2 separate regions of the Mus musculus genome follow, and region 2 is linked to region 1. Evidence: chromatin contacts called from public Hi-C data. All regions are on one chromosome and are shown on one strand. The core of a region is the stretch at or near the end of the contact, and the rest is flanking DNA. Distances in the headings are between cores, read along the strand shown.

Evidence for each region. Hi-C and Micro-C count contacts between places; a contact is called where the count stands out from the background.
Region 2: a Hi-C map of cortical neurons shows a contact between it and region 1, with 4 times the contacts expected there. The contact joins two enhancer-like sites. A contact is called at or near these places in 2 of 15 datasets of contacts at CTCF or cohesin (large pre-B cells and pro-B cells), 54 of 484 Hi-C or Micro-C datasets (the AML12 cell line, B cells, the C2C12 cell line and 38 more) and 3 of 115 datasets of contacts at active chromatin or transcription factors (PVALB interneurons, bone marrow-derived dendritic cells and forebrain).

Annotation. Positions count from the first base shown.
Region 1 is chr1:69,797,813-69,800,702 of GRCm38.p6, reverse strand. No RefSeq gene overlaps it. Among named protein-coding and RNA genes, the nearest start is that of Gm29822, 12 kb to the right of the region's middle. Within about 2 kb of position 1,347, at least 2 of the 459 cell types and tissues checked have an H3K27ac peak or open chromatin away from gene starts, as enhancers often do. A contact at or near this core is called in cortical neurons, where this site is marked.
Region 2 is chr1:72,140,432-72,143,365 of GRCm38.p6, reverse strand. No RefSeq gene overlaps it. Among named protein-coding and RNA genes, the nearest start is that of Gm4319, 18 kb to the right of the region's middle. Within about 2 kb of position 1,300, at least 32 of the 459 cell types and tissues checked have an H3K27ac peak or open chromatin away from gene starts, as enhancers often do. A contact at or near this core is called in cortical neurons, where this site is marked.

The sequences.
Region 1 (2,890 bases), core at 98-2,597:
TAATTAAATGTATGTCTTGCCTGCATGCATAGCTCGTGTGCCCAGTGCCCCACATAAACAGAAGAGAGTATCTGATCCAGTGGGATTGGAGGTACAAGCAGCCATGTGCCACTATGTGGGTGATAGGAATTGAATCTGAGTCCTCTGAAAGAGCAGCCAGTGCTCCTAACTACACTACGGCACCATCTCTCCAGCCCCGGGACTACTTTTTATTTACTTTTACAATGCCAGTAATTTTTACCCTGTATCATGTAAAGGAACAGATAGGAAAACAAGCAATATAACCAAGATTCAAAATTGTATTGCCAGTTTTAACTAGAAATATTTTAAAGAGTCCTTAGTTCTAAAAACATAATAGCATATACTCATGCTATAGATTTCTTCTGTTCACATCTAAATATTGGCTATATTTAAATGTGGTAATTTAAATAGTGTTTCTGGCCATCTCTATATTAAGTATTATTTTTACATATTGTGAATAGCACTGTTAAAGTTCAATAATAATAAAATATGGACTCATAACTGTGAAGGTCAATATTACTGAAAATAAAATGTAGACATGGCTGTTGAGGATTTCAACCTCATACAGTAGTGTCAGGAATGTAAAATGGTACGTACAGCTTCAACCTGAAACAGTATGGCAGTTCCTTAGAAATAGAAACTAGAATAGCATTGATTCAGAAATCTCACTTCTAAGTATTTGTCAAAAAGAAGAAAAAAATTAAGTAACTCTGAGATAGAGCTAATTTCCAATATTCCTTGACATATAATTCATAATGGCTAAGTATGGTGTTAAAACTAAGTTCTAACCAGCGGATAAAAGGCTTGTGAATGTAATGTACATATATGTGTATGTGTGTGTGTAAATACGTATCCTTATGATGATACATAATTCAAGCTTTAAAAAATTCCTGACACTTGAGACAATATGTATATGTAAACTAAACATTAAGCTGCATATCAAAATAGATACAGCATTAATTTGTCAATTATTCTTTAACCTAGGGAAATAGATTTCTCCAAGATTATTGGAGTGTCATCAATAAGTTGCTTTCTAAACTATATCTATACAATTCTCTATGCATTTTATTCCACCTCTACACATTACGAACATAATGTATGTTAAATTTACCTCTATTTAAATAAATATCTGATTATGAGTATATGCTGTGGCAACATTGTCCCCAACATCTTCCTTTCCTACTTATGATTTTGAAAAAGAAGAGAAAAAATTACAGGCATTCTCAATCTCAAGCCAGGAATATTTTTGCTAACTTCCTGCATCCTAGCAACCTCTTGAGACTAGTTTATGCAATGTCTCTATTCTTGCTAAGAGAAATGATTTTCTACAGACTCTTATATAAGTGAGGTTCTTTCTTTCTGTATCATAGTAACTCCTTGGTCTCCCTGTCAATCCAATCCCTTTCAATACCATAACAACTTCCATTCATGCAGTGCCATTACCAGGTAAGGCAGACCTAGAGCTCTGGGCGTTTATAGTTCTTCAGCAATTCAGCCATCAAACCTCAAGGTGCATCCCAGCGCTTGCCCATTTCGTGTCTGAGAGCGCGGTTACACTTCCATTTCCTTGCCAGCTGCTGGAGCTGTGCAACAAAGTCCTAAACTACATAAATCTCTCCGAGCAGCTAAGAATAAAAACATCATCAGTTTATTCCCGTAAATACCAAGCAGGTTTTGGGAAAGGAATGATCTTGACAGAATGCTTAGACTGAGGAAACTTTTCTACTCTGTATAGAAAGTATACACCAACACATGCATGCACATCACACACACATACACAAAAAAGCACAAGAGGGAAAGGAAGGAGGGATGAAGGGAGGGAAAGAGGGAGAGAGAGGGAGAGGGAGGAAGAAAGAGGGGAGAGCATGTATTTCCTTTTCTTTTTTCTTTTCTTTTTTGTTGTTTGTTTGTTTGTTTGTTTGTTTATTTTTGGAGACAGGGTTTCTCTGTGTAGCCCTGGCTGTCCTGGCACTCACTCTGTAGACCAGGCTGGCCTTGAACTCAGAAATCCACCTGCCTCTGCCTCCCAAATGCTAGGATCAAAGGCGTGTGCCACCACTGCCCAACAAGCATGTATTTTCTACACACGTTACTACATGCAATTCACTCCGTCTTCATTCTGTTTTATTCAATGACCAAGCTTCAAATGTTTGAACAATATGCCTCACCAACAGAACATTTCCTTCAAAATACAAATATGGTAGGAATCATAATGATAAAATTACTCCTAACAAAATATATTGTAAAATGCTGCATTTTCTCCACCTCTACAGAAGAAATATATTACAACTTGACTATGATTTTCCCTAAGGATGCCAAGGATCTCACTGGTGATGCTGGATTTAAAGATCGGGTGCATTGGTGCAGCTGCTGTGACTGGAGACCTTGTTCAACTAGAAGCCCAAGAGTAGGATGGAGAAACAGAGAAACCTTTTGCATGTGTGAGGCAACCATAAATACCCGTGGACTGCTGTTCCTCATCTCTCCTAGAAAACGTCCTTAGACTATAACAGTCATTACTTCATAGACTGAATGTAGATTGTGTACCAGCATGGTGTTGTACATGTCACATGATTTTCTCATGGAGTCTCCATTCTACCAGCATGGAAATAGAGATAGAGAAACATTAATAATGTCCCTGTATTATTCATGTAAGCATGTTTGCACTGACTTCCGTTAAAGAGGGATTCTGATGAAATGGGAAGTTTTTTGCAACATAAGCACCTACTATGTGCATGGTGGGTTTAGTTCATAACACCCAAGAAGTGAGAATGACCTCCAGTGCTCAAGGAATGAACGAAGAGATTTTATTTCTGTATTCGATACCACGCTACTCTGCTATGGAAGAAAGTAATTATGTGTGTAACAT
Region 2 (2,934 bases), core at 51-2,550, 2.3 Mb before region 1:
GGCTCGATGGAAGTGAGCACGTTTACAACTGGATCCTCTCTCTGGCCCCGAGGACATTTCTTAAAGGATCCAATGAATACTCACTGAGAGGTGGTTCTTTCAGCAAATAGGCGGGTATTCCAGGGCAGCACCTTTGTGCCTGTCCACGAGAAGATTGTCTTCTCATGGAAAACCACTGCTGCTCTGTCTGCCGTGTGTAGCCTTTTGGGTTAACTAAGCTATGTCTTTACTGCAGTGCTGTGTATCCCTTGTCCAGTGCCCTTCTCTTGATTGTCACCGAAAGAAGTCAGATCCAAATTTAAAATGTTTACCCCCGGAGGTCCTAGAAACCCCAGAGGTTCAGAAAACAGGGAGGTGGGCTGGGTGTGACCCGAGGAGAGTAAGGGGAGGAAGATGAGCGATAGATAGAAGGGGAGATGAGCAGAAATGAGGAAAAGGTGTTTGGGTGCGTGTGTGTGTGTGTGTGTGTGTGTGTGTGTGAGTGAGTGTGTGTGTGTGTGTGTGTGTGTGTGCATGTGTGTGTGTGTGTGTGTGTGTGGCTTGGAAGGCCTAGTAACTGGGTGCCTAGTGTTCTATGCTAGAGTTCCTTCAATAGCACAGTTACACCTTATTAATGTTATCTATTTGAACATTATCATTGCAAATAATATTTCACTCCTCCCCTCCCCAAATCATTGGAAAAGACTAGGGGTAGATACCTCAGTACAAGAGTGTCTAGCATATACTAGGCTCTAGGTTGAATTCCAAGTACCACAAGTAGTCGAAGACATCTCTGCTCTAAAAATCATTGGCACACACTCCATTTATAGCTTTAATAGGTAGTTAGATAGTTTTCAGTTTAAGTAGTTCCCTGCAGAATTCACTATTCACCAGAGAGTTAAGAGTAGTGGGAAAAGATTGAAAGCAAATCCAGAATTTTTTTTTTTTTTAAAATGGACACCATCTAAATTTTACCATGTAAAAAACATCGTTAGCAAACAAACAAACCTACAAACCCACAGAGAACCTCTCTCCTCCAGGGACCCTTAGGCACTCAGTGTAGCCCTTAGGAAGAGGGGCTGAGGGGGTTCTCACCCCCCCACCCCTACACCACCCCCTCTTGCACCGAGGTTGTGTGATTCCAGGTCTCTCCGGAGCAATCTGTGCCTTTATCTGCGAACATCTGTAGAAACAACAGCATAAGGGCTTAAGTGAACACGCATGGGAATCTCAGGCAGTTGACAAATGAAGCTGATTTGCATTTTACAATAAACAACGGATCCTCCTTGCACGCGGAAGAGCAGTGCAGGATTCTGATTGAGCACTAGGTGTCGCTGTTGACCCATTCTGTTGTCTGGCAAGTCCGCCTTTGTCCTTAACACTACCAGAACAGTTAATTTCCCTTTCTTTTCTCTCCTTCCCTTCTTTTTTCTTCTCGCCCCTTTCCACCTTTCTTCCATTTTCTACTTCTATTGTAATCCTTCTTTAAAATTTATTTTTAATATATGATTTTATTTTGAGGTTATAACATAATCACATATTTCCTCTCAACACCCATATGTACTTTTGTTCTCTCTCAAATTTACAGCTTATTTAAAAAATTATGGTTGGGCTGGCAAGATGGCTCAGCGGGTAAGAGAACTGATTGCTCTTCCGAAGGTCCTGAGTTCAAATCCCAGCAACCACATGGTGGCTCACAACCACCTGTAATGAGATCTGACGCCCTCTTCTGGTGTGTCTGAAGACAGTCACAGTGTACTTATTTATAGTAAATAAATCTTTGGGCTAGAGCAGGCAGGGACTGAGCAATCAGAGTTGACCAGAGTGAGCAGAGGTCCTAAATTCAATTCCAAACAACCACAGGAAGGCTCACAACCATCCGTACAGCTACAGTGTGCTCATATACATAAAATAGATAAAATAAATCTTAAAAAATTTTAAAAAATTATTGTTATATATGTATATTTTGTATGTATATATTTCTAACTATGTAAATATAAAGTGCTAAGTTTGTATAATGTTTTTATTATAATGTTAATATATATATATATATATATACACACACACACACATATATATATAATTGTATACACACACACACCCACCATTTCAAGGCTGGCCACTTGGTTTTGTATAACCAGTCACAGAGCTCTTCCCTAGGTAGGTTACTTCTCACACTCTCATTATTCCTTAATTGCTTACAGGTTGGAGCCTCGTGAGACTTCCTCCTTCCTGGTTAGCAGGCCTATTGCCCTCATCCTTGTTCAAGTCTTGCTTAGGCAGCCATGACTATGAGACCCCATGGGTCTAGTTTCTCTGACATTTCTGAGAGACACAATCTCACAGCAAACTTCCTGTTTGCTCTGGCTTTGACAATCTTTCCTTTCTCTTCCATGGCGATCCCGGAGGCTAAGGCGGAGGGGTTGTGCTGTAGTTGAATCTGATGGGACTGGACACGACATGATCTCTTGATGAGCTGTGGTTTCCTCTAACAGTCTCCATCTGTTTCAAGAAGTTCCGTGGAGGAGGAGTGAGGATGCATTTACTCATGGGTGTAAGGACACCTGTTTAGAATGTAGTTAGAGACTGTGCTAGTAAAAGAGGTTTAATAAAGAGGTGGTTGCAGGTTCTCCTCCAAGATCCATGGTTTCACTAATCTGGGTAGTTGGCTTGGTTCCCAGTAGCAGACCTGGCTTCCCTCTTGTTGAGCCGGCTTGAAGTCCAATTAGAGAGCTGTTAGTTACTATCAATTTATTCGAGCCACCACTGTACCCTTAGGGCTATCGTGCCTTGCTGGGCATTGTTGTGGTTCACGGGCTTCATGGCTGGGGAGGACTACTGGTTGCTTCCATCCTTTGGAAGCTTGAATGGCACCTCCTGGTATCATAAAAGCTAGTCCTGGAGGGTGGGGGGTGGGGGCTGGGGGGAGCATTCAGGTCAGTTCCAGCTCAGGGG